3 separate regions of the Mus musculus genome follow, and all the other regions are linked to region 1. Evidence: chromatin contacts called from public HiChIP or PLAC-seq and promoter capture Hi-C data. All regions are on one chromosome and are shown on one strand. Each heading gives the region's core, a stretch centred on a gene start, on an enhancer-like site or on the middle of the called end of the contact. The rest is flanking DNA. Distances are from core to core; before and after follow the strand shown. Region 1 holds the start of Ccnj (cyclin J). Region 2 overlaps Sorbs1 (sorbin and SH3 domain containing 1). Region 3 holds the start of Tll2 (tolloid-like 2).

Region 1 (4,292 bases), core at 700-3,199:
CTCCCCAAAATTCAAAGTGAATTGGGACTTTTCCCTCTAACATTCCAAAGAACCTTTCCGTAGTTGGAACATTTATGTAGAGCAATCTCATAGGGGTCTGGGATGTACTCAGAGTAAGAGACTGAATGCCAGGACTATTAAAGAACTTTTGGAAATTTCAAGCTGGGGGTGCAATTTTAACAACTTAAGCCAAGATTCCATGTCCTAATCTGCTTAATTTGGTCATATACACCAGATATAAACCTATTATCATTGAAAAATCCCTAAGGCTCAAGCTACAGGATCTTATTAAAGAGTCAGCTGTTTCGATCCTTTCCCAGTTTTCATCCAAGGTGAAACTGAGTTAAGTTGATCATTCTGGGTCTTCCCTCTGGCTGTCAGAGAAGCAGGGCTATCGCATATATCTGACTTATAACATCCATCCTATAATCATTAGTTAGAATACCCAGGCTTTGGTCCAAAAGGAGTAGGTTCCCCCCCCCCCATGACTATTAAGAACATTGTGTCTATTTTCTACACTTGACATTACCAAGGAATAGCTCCCTCCACCTTAAGGCTTTTTGTATAGCCTGGATTTGAAGGACCAAGGAACAGTAAGTTATCACATAGCTCTTACACTGTTCTAAGTTCCTGCACAGTACATACTTAACAGATTTCACAATCACCCCATAAGGACGTTCTGTCGTTGTTATTTCTCCTTTTACAGACGAGGAAACTGAGAAAGAGAAAATTAAGTTGTCCGAAGTCTCAGAGCAGGTTTGGGGAAAGGTTGGAGAACTGAGTTATGTACAGGGCTTACACCAGCTTCATGCAACAGCATGTACGAAACAAGGAGGGCTGTTCACTCACACACAGACACAGACAGACAGACAGACAGACACACACACACACACACACACCCATGGTCGACCTGGCAACATCGGAACACCATCCACCTTCCTTCTCCCAACTACCACGCCCCAGTCTTCTCCACATTTACAGGTTCTTCGGATGCAGCCCAGGGAAGGAAGAAGTTAATTAACTTTGACAAATGAGCAAACTCGCCTTCTCTGGCCTGGAAGGTAGAGAGTAAAGAACCTGACTGGCCTTTCCAGGAAGCACAAGAGCCGGGATGGGGAAAGTCGGGTCTCGGGAGTTACCTTGTACCGAAGCGCCTGGTGAATATCCGCAGCCAGCTGTCCTCGCCACCACTGCCCCTCCAGCTCCATGGAAGCCGGAGGTGCGCCCGGCCAGACGCCGCAACTTCAGTCTGGAAGACACGCCCCAGACGCGGTCACGGCCAGCAACTCCCCCCCCCCCCAGTCCCCCCGCGATCCTCCGCGCCCCCTCCTCCAGGGATGCGATCTCAGGTCACCCCGTGCGGCTGCTCCTCTTCACCTGACCCGACCCCGAGCCATCTTCCAACGCCAGCAAGGCCTGATCTACCCAGTCGTCTGCAATCGCCCGCTGCAAGAACTGCAGAAAGGTGCGAGCTCTGAAAGCTCCGGGCGGGACGGCCCACCTCGGGCTCTCCGAGTTCTGGGTTCGACCTCAGCCGCCTGCACTTAGGCGCGGGAGCCCTGACATTGTCAGAACGTCGCCGGAATGGAGAGTGACCAGCGCGCGACACCAGGTCCGCGCCGACAGCCCCGCACGCTCCACCACCCTGGGGGTCTGCGGTGCGCCCGCCGCAGCGCGGACCCGGAGCGGCAAACAAAAGGCCGGGCGGGCGGCCGTGCTCCGCGCCTCGCTTCCCCTCGCCTCGCTGCGCTCCCGCAGGCCTGCCCGGCCCACGCGGTTTCTTACCCGGAACCGCGGCCCTCAGAGCCCCAGCCCGGCCGGCGTGCACGGGGCGCCGGCAGCGTTCATGCCGCGGACCGTCGGCCGCGAAGCCCCCGCCTCAGCTAGGGCCCAGCACCCGGGCGCTCGCGCCGCCCATTGTTAAAGGACCGGCAGGCGGCTCGCCGTACAAAGCCAGCGCCGGGGCACGGGCCGCCCCGCGCTGCCAATCGGCTCTCGCGATACAGCGGGGTCGCGCCTCGCCGTCCAATCGGCGGCCGGGCCGAGCCAGGTGCTACTCCGTCTCCCGGGCCCCTGCCCGGTGCCGGGCGGTCTCGCTCTGCAGCCTCCGCGGTCTGTCGGCGCCCGAGGGCCGCTCACCTGCAGAGAATCTTTGATGGGTCCCGGGTGCTGGCAAAGAAAGATGCGATGTCTCAGCCCCGGGATTAAAACTTGGCAGCGCGGATCTGGCCCGCTGTCTCACTTCCGAGGGGCTGCTCTCCGGGATCCTCCCCCTACCCTAAGCCTTCCGAATGGGCTTTAGCTCTTACCAGTCCCTAAGGCGCTTTGGTTGTCGAGTTCTGCTCCAGTCTCCCCTCTAAACCCAGTACTCCTTTTAGCTCTTCTAACTCAGCTCTTCTTGTTGCTTTCACTTCGGCGATTCGCGCGAGTTGCGACTGGAATTGACATCTTTAGCAACCTGGCTTGTCAGATCCATAATGGATGTAATTGACCATCTGTGGTGGTCAAGGAAGAGACCCTAAACGGTGGGAACACTCCAGCGTCAATTGAGGCGATTGGCTGGGGCTGGAAATGTAACAGAAACCCCATCAGTTGTATTTGAGAGTGTCTGGAGGACCACCCCAAAAGAAGTAGATGGGTTCCCTCAATTTTCCAGAGACTGTAAAGCGACTTCCTTCAATATTTAAACATAAATCATGAGACCTCACCCCTTACTTTGAATATTTTGTTTAGAAAGAGGAAGAGTGACAAAGGGCTAGTACAGAAAAGGATGAGTGCACACTTCGGGAGCATGGCTTATCACCCTGGTATTTGCATCCATCCCGGAAGGGCTGCTGCAGACCCCTGTGTGACAGTGTTATACAATGCCTGGGGAGAGCAGGGGTTCAGGAAATGATGGGAAGAAACTGGAAGCATGCACGTGAAAATTGGCAGAACCCAGCCTAGCCCGGTGCATTTCGGGAAGAGACTACTAGTAGAGGGAAAGGACGTTATCTGGCTAAAATTTCCATGTCATTTATGGTATTTAAGTAGTACTCAGTTTCCAATTCACGACTACTAAGCAGCTTTTGGCTTCCAAATGATTTAGGGTCCAGGCCTTTCTTAAGAACCTTTTCAGAAAAGTGGGTCACAGACTATAATTGCCTATGCGATCCTGTAATAAGCAGGTTGTCCTACAGTCTACTTTGAACACGTTGTTTGCCGGGAGAGACCGGTTCAGAAATCATGTATTATTCTAGACTTAGATGGCTCTTTATAAGATGCCAGTATTCATCCTTGTTCATGCCTGTGTATGTCTCTGGTGGTCTCTCTAGAGTCTACATTCCTAAAAGGAATTTCGGTCTTACTATTTTTTTCATCCCTTTAGAGTGAGCTGGGCAGAAGGCACTTCAACTCTGTGTTCCCACAGTTTACATTCTACTGGGAAGAGAAAAGTCATAATAAATGAAAGATAAATCCATACCACACGGTAACAAGTGCTGTAAGGCAAACAAAGTGAAAGGCTAGATAGGTGGATAGGCCGACGTTTTATGATAGGGAAGCCATGCAAAGGCCTGAGGGGAAGCGACTGGCTATCTAGATGGTGGATGGGCATGCCAGCAGAGGGGACAGTAAACACGACAGGGTTCCATTTTGGAAGGAAAGTAGAGGGCAGTTTTCCACTTCAGTAAAGATAATCCAAACTTCAAAAGACACTAGCAAAGGTTTCAGAGCGAACCGGGCAAGGCACCCGCACAACAGAGAATGGAACCTCGAGTTGGGTTGCAAGAGATGAGGGTGGGAGCTGATTCTCTGGAAGGCTTTTGGGACTGCGGGCACTTCCGGCAGTCGGAAGCCACCACGCTCTGGCAGCCAAGACACTAACATCGGAGCACGCAGGGGAGAGAATTCTTCATGAAGCTCTCTGTACTCAATGCACGTGTTCATCAGACGCTGTGCGCTGAGAACTGGGGGAGGGGGATGAGCAGTACAGGGCTTGCCCAACGTACCCGAGTCCCTGGCTTCAAGCTACTGTACCACAAAAACCAAAACACTGTAAACCAAATACACAGAATGTATTTAAAAGTTAAAAAAGAAAAGAAAGCCATTGCTTTTTGTCAAAAAGAAAACACTTTAAAATAAATGCAAGCAAAAGGCAAAAAAAAAAAAAAAAAAAAAAAAAAAAAACCCAAACCAAACCAAAACAAAAAAACCATAAAACCAATATAAAACTATGCATACTAACTGGCAGACTCCTTTCTCCACTTCTTCCAGAGGTGGCCTTTTCCCAGAGGCACCACTACTGCTGTGTC
Region 2 (4,292 bases), core at 786-3,285, 440 kb after region 1:
TGAGATACATCACAGCAGTAGTGATGGCTTCCCTCTGCCTTAGCTAGACTCACGTTTGGTAGGAAACAAGGAGACAGGTGTAACCTAAAGGTCATCAGAATGGCCTGCAATGGACACCGAGCCAGGATAACTGGGCTCCTGCCTCAGCCTCTGCACTTGAGAACAAAGGTAGAACAAGTGACTGAGTGATTGGCTGAAAACAGCACCCCAAATCTGCTTCCCACCCCAGCGCAGTCTCCCAAGTGATTGTAAGGTACAGTGAACAGGATTCCTGTGAGAAGTTCATTCAATCTAGATCTATGCAGAATTGTCGCTCCTGTCTCAGTTATTGTAAACATAGACTGTGTGCGTGCTGTGTGCCTTCCGAAGCAGCAGCAGGATGGACAGAATGGGCGCTGTCCACTTTCCTTCCATTCCTTCCTGCCCACTTGGCAATCCCAGTCACGTGGTGCTGAGTCAATAGTCTCTTATTTCCAAGCAGACCTACCCCGTGTCATTCTGTTTTCTGTGACTCTGAGACCCCTGGGCACAGTCCATTGGGGTTACTCTGGCACCATGCTGCATCTGCAAGGGAGGTTTGGTGATGTGCCTGTCATTGAGATGGGTGGTCTAGGCAGGCAAGAAATGGGGTCTCGGCATCCAGCGCTGTGTACTGGGGTGCTGTCCAGAGCCTTCCTCATCCACTTGGCACCTCTTTTCTAGCAAAGAGTGGGATTAAGCAGCACCATCTGTTTCCCAGCAGATGGGGGTCAGAGCAGGTACAGGACCCTAAAAGGTATGCTTTGAAAGAAGCAGCTTTGAGGCCTGAAGGACCAGGCAGTCTACAAGGGCATTCCCCCTTTTAGCTGCACTCAACCTACAGCCATGGCCCCGTCCTCAAATTCCCGGTTGTACAGCAGATGACCCACTGTTCCTAAGGGACACCTCGTACTCTGATTGTATCCCCCTTCCTCTACTTGCCAGGCCATCTGTGTCTCTGTACATCTCTGTCCAGCCCTGGCAAGCTCCCTGTGCCAGGGGCTGCCAATACCCATGGATCAACTCCATCTGAGTGATGGCCTCAGAAAGCTTCAGCCATCTTGGCCCAGAACCCCAGAGAGAGAAAGCAGGCTATTTTTAAGGACTGCATCCACGGCTCTCTTCATTGTTCTTGTGGCGTAGGCAGTTTCCTCCTATTGTCCCCACACAGTTCCTCGACTTGCCTGAGCGGCTCCCAAATGTTGTTTCTGGATGCACCGTTTACCCTCTTGTGTTTCCAACAGCCGACCCTTTCCGTGCTCGCTCTATATCTGCTGTTAAAATAATTCCCGTGAAGACAGTGAAAAGCCCTTCAGGCCTAGTACTCCCTCCAGGTATCTCTCTTTGGGGCTGTTTCTTTTAATTGTCCGATCATGCATGGTTTCTTTCCTTCTTTGCTCCTAACACCATACTGTGAGCCCTAATCCTCGCATGTGTAGAAGGCATTTCCTCTCCCTAAGTTGTTTCCTCTGTGTGTGCGTGTGTGCGCGCGCGCGCGAGTGTGCGTGTGCGTGTGCGTGTGTGTGGTCTGTCTGCAAGTGTGTAAGCCAGGGAGGAGTAAGGGAAGAGCCTGAGGCTGCAGCCTTGTCTTCCTTGCTTTAGAAGGCTTACTGTAGAGGCTGAACCTTCTTTGTAGTGGGGCTCTCTCCTGAGAAGTTTGCAACTCCCAATACTTCTGTGAAAACTGTGTTTCCGGGAGAGTTAGCCTGGCCTCAAACCTCTGAGTCAGGCTGAATGTGAAGCAGCTCCTGTAGATGTTGGATGGTGACTCCCCGTGTGATACTCAGGGCCATTTCCCAGAGCACTCCAGCCCCTCTCTGGCTTCGCCTGCAGTTCCTTCCTGCCTCTCCTCTCCAAGAGGTGGGGGGGGGGGTGTACATTTCTGATTCAAAGTTCTGTGTAGTCAGAGTGGGATGGGTGGAGCTCAGAAGTTGGACAGATCTGGCTATGCGTCCAGGATCGTACAGCTGGGCTGTAGATTTGCCAGTTTGCCTGATGTTCCTATGACCAAGGTTTGGCTTTCCTAATAGTTTTATAACACCAGTCACTTACTCTCTTGATGGGGCTAGGCGCTCCCTGGGGTTGCCATGTGGTCTGGGATGTGCTGTGAGTTTTGTGGTTTCCTCCCCATGGAAGAGGGGGTGTTGGGGGCAGGAATAAAGAGCAGGGGGAAAGGAAACTTGCTTTCTCATTACTTCCCCCCACCCCACCCCCAAACAGACATGGGCAGGGTGTTGAGTCCCACCCAAAGACACGCTGTAAGCTCCAGCCTCGCCCTCTCATCCTCATTGTGGTAATTTTAGATCAGGAAGCTGGACTCTGAGCAGTTTGGCAGGTGTGGGGATGTAGGAAGTAAGTGTGGAGTTGACTTGACTTAGCTGCATAGAAACACTTGGCTCTGTGCTCTGAGAAGTAGCGTGGTCTGTTCTCCTTCCCTGCCTCGTTACTGACTTTCCTGAAGGAGGGACACTCAGCCTGCTAAAGACAGCAGGCCTCTGTTAGCCACAGAGTCAGTTAGTTACAGTGAACCACAGTCAGAAATATGAAATGAAGTTATTAAATATTAAGTGAAAAATGTTAACTGGAAACAAACAACACACTTTTTATTGAAATCACTTTTATATAATGAAATAACGTATAACAATGTTATAACGCTACCATTTTATCAGAGTCACTGTTGCCAGTCTTATTACTGTGCCCAACTCATACATTAAACTTTATCAAAAGCACGTCTGTTTGTATAGGAAAGATTGCTCCCATAGGCTGAGTATCATCTGTGGTTTAAGGCATTTGCAGAGGGACTGGGGACATGTAGCCCTGGATTCAGGAGACTGCTTTGCGGGTCTTCCTAAAGATGTCCAGGCTGGTATGGACCTTGCCTCTGCCTGTGGACAGTGAGGAGTCTATAGACTATAGAGAGGTTCAGAAGACACTGTTGAGTGTGACCAAGCCTGTCTGGCCACCTTCCTGTTTTCTCATTATGCCTGAGTGTGAAAGCTCCCATCTGTGAACAGCACCTCCCTCTGTCCCGTAGTTCAGGGGTATTCACCAATGAGAGCATCCCCGAGGTGCCACATTGCCAGCTTGCTTTTTTTTTTTTTTTTTTTGGTGAGAAGGGGATCAGCAAGCTTGAGAGCCCTTTCACAAACTCTCCTGTGAACCATGCCTTACTAACTGGCCAGTAGTCTGCTTAGCAACCCAAAGTTCATTTCGTAGAAGGAATGAGCCAGCTTCCTTCCACTGGTAAATGTTTTCAGCTGACATTGTAACTCATGCATTTCCTCAGAGCTTACCTTGCCTCTTTTCCCTAATTTCACAATGCTGGTGTACCGCTGTACCGATTAATTCTCATTGGTCGTAGATGTTTGAAGAGTAGGCTTAGATGTAACCAGGTTCGTCTCAGTCCTCCGCTATAACCATCTGCTCACGGACTGGACTATCCTGCTCCCTCAGAAGTCTTGGCTCACACCCTCCCGTTTGGATCTTTCCTTTTCAGACATGGACCCTACCAAAATCTGCACTGGGAAAGGAACAGTGACTCTTCGGGCCTCGTCTTCCTACAGGGGAACCCCAAGCAGCAGCCCTGTGAGCCCCCAGGAATCTCCGAAGCATGAAAGCAAGTCAGGTGTGTTGTCCTGGAGTCTGGGAGGGTGGACGTCCTTATGGTTCTGGACGGGTGGGGCGAGGTGTTGTGAATTCATCAGCCTTCTTCTCCAGGGGTCCCAGGATGGTGACTATGATGACTGGTCCCTTCTGTGATGACTGGTAGGTCAAGCCCTGATCTGGGCGAGACAGTCACATGCTTTGGGTGAAGGCCCAGCCTAGTGACCTCTGCTTTGACTGAGCAGAGAGCCCTGTTAGGTGGCCAGTACTGTGAACACTGTGTTGTGTGGATGTAGGCAGCTCAGCATCTGCAAACAGGTGGGATAGGATGGTGATTAGATGCCCCTAAGGTTCCATCCACTTCTGAGGCTAGCTCTGACTTGGCCAGGTAGGGCTGGCTGAAGGAGCCAGAGACAGAAGTACAGGAGACTACAGAGCATAGCTGCCAGAAGGGGTGTGGAAACCAGGGGCCACAGGTGTGGGGTAGGGACCAGGCTGCAGGGGCAGGGAGGATCACAAGAGCACTTCTAAGATCGGTGGTGAGCAAGGGCCAGGTCAAACCCATGGAACCCATGCACAGAGCCTCTGTCCACCCTGACCCTGTGGACTGGGAAACCAGAGTGCTTATCACATGGTTGTTGGGACTTCAGCCTGGGACCCTGGATTCTGGT
Region 3 (4,292 bases), core at 905-3,404, 380 kb before region 1:
GGAGGATCTCTGAATCTGAGGCCAGCCAGAGCTACATAGAAACCCTGTCTCAAAAAAAAAAAAAATCCATATATCCATATTAGCTTGCTATGAGAGAAATGTGTGTAATGGTGTAATGGAGCTGTAGACGTGTTCAAAGTATTGACCATTCAAAGTATTGACTCTTCAGTCATTCCCATCTGAACTTCCTGACAGTTCCAACATTTGCTGCTTAACCTATTGGTCAACAGCCAGAGAAACATCCAAACAAGCCTCACACAGAGCTGAGTAGCGTGCTTATCTACGAGCATGGGTCTTCAAAATATTTGGATAAAGGGAATTGATGAAAAGACTGGCAGCTAACCCACCCGGTGGCGATTAGGGGCAATAAAGGCTCCAGCTTATGTGCTTGCCAAAGACCAGCCTCTAATGTCTGCCTTCCAGAATTCTCTGTTAATGAGGAAGCCAATTGGCTGTTTTCTTAGGGCCATCTGGAAGCCTGGAAGTGTCACAGAAGTTTGTTAGCCCTTTAGATGTCGCTTTTGTGGCCTTATCTATTGACAGGTGGTGACCTTCACTGGGTGCATATAGCGAACTGTGGCGTTGGGTTTGACTCCCTCCAGCAGTCAGGCAGAAGTGCCATCCAACCTCCTCCACTGATGCTCTATTTTAGTGGCCACTTGGCCTTCCTTGCCATTTGGTGCCAGCTCTTCCTCTCAAGTCCCCTCCTCTCACCTGCCAGTTCTAGCAGATCTTGCCTAACCTGACTATAACTTCCGTGCTCATTTGATGACAGCCTCAGACAGGGTCAGCCCTCCATTACTAAGTGAGATTCAGAACAAAATAAAATGCTTCGTGAAACACTTTTCTTTGGTTAATCACTACCTGTCCTGGTTTGAAGAAACTGTTGTTCTAGTTAATAGATAAGGCAGATGATGATAGGATGAGACATTTGGAGCCTGGTGTAAAGCCCAGCTTTGGACTGCTTTGTCATTTAGCAGCTAGGAAACCATGTGGTAACAAGCCCCAAAGAGAAATTTAGTCCACCTTTCTTCCTGCAGTTAATTTAAAAAAACAAAAACAAAAAACAAAAACTCTGGATGTGATGCACTCACAAATCTTCACAGCACATTGACGTGCTATAATGCTTGATTAGGGCAATTTACTTGTATAAAAGGATCTTTGAAAATCCTTGCGGTTAATAATGTATGTCAGAGTGGATCAGTTCTGACAGTTTTTTTAACATTGAAGGTACATCACATAAGCGAGTTTCAAATAACGTCTGATTATCTCCCTAAATAATCTGGGTGCATGTTTTTCACTGGCACAAAAATAACCAGATTTAAAGAATCGCTCATTTTTATTTTATCAAACTAACGGCAAGGCTTGCTTGGTATGTCTGTAACTTTAAATAACAGTGTTGCTCATTTGTGAGTCTTTGACTATCAAAAGCATCCCAATTGGGACAGTTTTACTGAAGGATAAGCTCATCGTTATCCATCCTTACAAGTCCCACCCACAACTTCGGGTTTGGTGGGTGCTGCAGCACGCACCTGTGCTGGTGGGACCAGGGCTGTTGAAAGAGTGGAGAGAATCCTGCTCATTCCCCCCTCCTCGCCCCCTTTGCTGAGGCATGTGAGACACACTGCATTCTGCAGAGAAACGAATTTCGAAAGCACGAAGTTGGCAGCAGCGAGGTGTCCAGGACTACTCACACACACCAAAGCTGCTGGCCCTCCTGCGTCCTGCCACGCGTGCATCTGGGAGTTGTGAAATGAGTTACTAGAAGGAGGTAGGGCGCGAAGTCTAGCCTCAATGTTGAGCAGTGTTGCGCGCACCACAGTGTCAAAACAAGATTGCATTCGGCCAGGTGGGCGTGCGCCCCGGGGAGCCCAACACTTGTCAGCATCTTCGGTTTGCTTGGGTTCCTCCGAAGTTACGGAGGTGCAGGGAAGAGGAGGGGCCTCGCCTAGGACGCATAAGTGATTGGCTGTCCGGGGCCCTTGGAGAGGGCGTGTGGTCCAGCCCTGGTGGAGAGGGGCGGAGCGGCCACTGTTCCTACCGCTGCCGCCGCCAGCACAATCACAGCCACCGCAGCCTTGGCCTCTGGGCAAGTCGTGTTTAGCAGCGGCTTCCCGGGTGTCCAGGCCGGACGAGAACGCCTTACTGGGCTTGCTTGGTACCCTACCGGTGCCTGGCAGCCAAGCAGCAGCCACCACAACCGACCCTGTACGTGGTGTCTCTCTGGATCCGAGCTTTCTGTGCAGGTTAAGTCCCTCGGGCCCCGCCGACCCCTTGCCACTATGCCCCTTGCGACCACTCTTGGCACCCTGGTGCTACTGTTGCTGCTACCGCTGCCCCGCGGTGCTGAAGTGACTGGGGACCATTCGAATGTCGCCTTGGACTACGGAGCCTTGGAAGGCGAGGAGGGCACGGAGCAGCAGCTGCATTACCACGACCCCTGCAAAGCTGGTAGGTACCACCGCTGGCTGTCCTAGTCTCCGGGCAAGTCGGGCTGAAGTTTGCCTTTGAAATGCAAATGAGGGGTGGGCAAGGCGGGCCACTCCGCTCCTGAGAGATGTCCCCGGCTCCCGCGGGAGGGGGAGGACAATGTCTGCGGGAAACTGCTTTAGTACTCCTCCAAGTCCAGGAGGACATCCTGGTCCCAGGTTAGCAGTGCACATCGGGTGGCGGCCGCAGGATCGGTCCCATAGGGAATTCTGGCGGATGTGGAAAGCAAAGCCTGTGTGGTGCACGGTGGGCTCGGGTCGCCTGTCAGCCTCTAGGCACCCGCTACCTCCAGACACTGCAGGAGTCGAGCCTGGCTGGGCGCGGCGCTCCAGGCTCTGTCCGATGGAGTAGCTGGCTTCATCGGAGTTCACAGCAGTTGGAAGTTTCCCGCGAAGTTTCCAAGATCTGTAGTTACTCTTGGGAAGAGATTAGAAGACAGACAAAAAAGCTTCACAGGACAGAAGGAAGAGTCCCCTAGGGAGAACGCCCACGACTTGAATTGCTCCAGCTTCCCCCCCACCCGTGCCCCTACCCCCGCAGTCTCCTCAGCACCCGACTGAGATGGAAGTCAGCAGGTGCTCTAATTCCACCAGGAAGCTGCGCCCCAGGACTGCACCGGGCACGCCAGCATTTGAGCACAAACCTTTGCCCCAGCTACAGGGCCTGCTTCCCTCCAGCTACTAACCCTGTTTTGGGATGTGCGGCAAGAGATAGATGGGGGGTGATAAAGCATCCCAGCAAAGGTTACTAAGTATCTGTCCGCAAAGGACCCAAACGTATCAAAGTCAAGAGCAGTTACTAGCTGGGACCCAAGCAGGTGCAGGACTCAGACTACCTTGAGGCTGCTCCTGGATGGTGGCCGAGAACCCGTTAGTAGTGTTTTCCTTTGTCCATTGCCCAACCTGATTGATTCGCTTCTGGTGTGCAAAAATAAGGGATAAGAGGCCTTGAGGATACTTGAGGCGATCAGAGTGGTTCCTCTGGGCACAGTGGCCCATCAGGTCTGGGCCATTTCATTCCCTCAGTTCATAGAGACTTCTCTCAGCCTCAGGCTCCTCATCTCTAAAATGGAAGAAGGTAAACAGAGGACTTGGGTGGGAATTTCTTGCCATTGGAATCAATTATAGAGTGTTGTCGTTATTTTTACCATTACTGTGGTAACTCTAGGGCATAGGCTGGAGTCACTTCACAATGCATGTTCTCTGAAGAAGATGAGGTTCCTAGGAAGGCCTCAGGTGTTCTTGAGACCAGAGGGGCCTGTGCATATGGAAGGTCAAGCTGGGTGTGGGGGGACCTGGCCTTAACCACAGGAAAGATGCCAGAAAAATCCAACTGTATATGAGGCCCCGGGATGGGAAATAGAATGGGTGACTTCCGGGAAATAGAGAAGGTGGTACCTCCAGATAAATGAAGGTACCATGCCTGATTGTAATGTCCAGCCGGGATGGTCTGAGCATGGTTAGAATGGTGACCTGGTCCTAAAATGAGAGTGCCTAAGCTTGAGATGAGCAGGAGCAACAGTCACACCTGTCAGATTCAGAGGAGCCACCTCTGGGAGGCAGTAGGGGCCAGTGGGGCCAGAAGGGAGATTGGTTTGAAAAAACAGGCTGGGTGCCTGGTATATGTAGGATGCTAGTCTAGATGCTGCAGACCCAGAGGGAAAGATGCAGATCTGACTGGGAGTTCCCACCTGGTGTAAGCCTCCAGGGACAACCCCGAGGCAAGACTGCCTATTGACTGTCCAGTGATTTCAGAAAAAAAATGTTGGGAACAAAGACACAAATGCTCTGACTGTTCATGGA

The links. Promoter capture Hi-C pulls out the DNA fragments that hold promoters and counts their contacts. HiChIP or PLAC-seq counts read pairs in DNA pulled down with a chosen protein or histone mark.
Region 2: a promoter capture Hi-C map of the HPC-7 cell line shows a contact between it and region 1, with 5 times the contacts expected there. The contact joins the enhancer-like site here to the promoter of Ccnj in region 1. A contact is called at or near these places in 5 of 39 promoter capture datasets (the HPC-7 cell line, cranial neural crest, frontonasal cranial neural crest and 2 more), 1 of 115 datasets of contacts at active chromatin or transcription factors (pancreatic cancer cells) and 3 of 9 other capture datasets (adipose tissue, liver and macrophages).
Region 3: a contact with region 1 is called in an H3K4me3 HiChIP or PLAC-seq map of embryonic stem cells, with 2.2 times the contacts expected there. The contact joins the promoter of Tll2 here to the promoter of Ccnj in region 1. A contact is called at or near these places in 1 of 39 promoter capture datasets (cranial neural crest) and 2 of 115 datasets of contacts at active chromatin or transcription factors (embryonic stem cells and large pre-B cells).

Annotation. Positions count from the first base shown.
Region 1 is chr19:40,828,936-40,833,227 of GRCm38.p6, reverse strand. It overlaps Ccnj (cyclin J), which reads right to left and starts at 1,949. Exons shown (of 6, transcript NM_172839.4): 1 at 1,786-1,949; 2 at 1,140-1,249. The coding sequence starts at 1,208. It overlaps Cc2d2b (coiled-coil and C2 domain containing 2B), which reads right to left. Exons shown (of 35, transcript NM_001376940.1): 35 at 3,450-4,292.
Region 2 is chr19:40,392,739-40,397,030 of GRCm38.p6, reverse strand. It overlaps Sorbs1 (sorbin and SH3 domain containing 1), which reads left to right. Exons shown (of 29, transcript NM_178362.1): 5 at 3,515-3,643. Among named protein-coding and RNA genes, the nearest start is that of A930028N01Rik, 98 kb to the right of the region's middle. Within about 2 kb of position 2,035, at least 48 of the 459 cell types and tissues checked have an H3K27ac peak or open chromatin away from gene starts, as enhancers often do. A contact at or near this core is called in the HPC-7 cell line, adipose tissue and liver, where this site is marked.
Region 3 is chr19:41,204,636-41,208,927 of GRCm38.p6, reverse strand. Tll2 (tolloid-like 2) reads left to right here and starts at 2,154. Exons shown (of 21, transcript NM_011904.4): 1 at 2,154-2,451. The coding sequence starts at 2,283.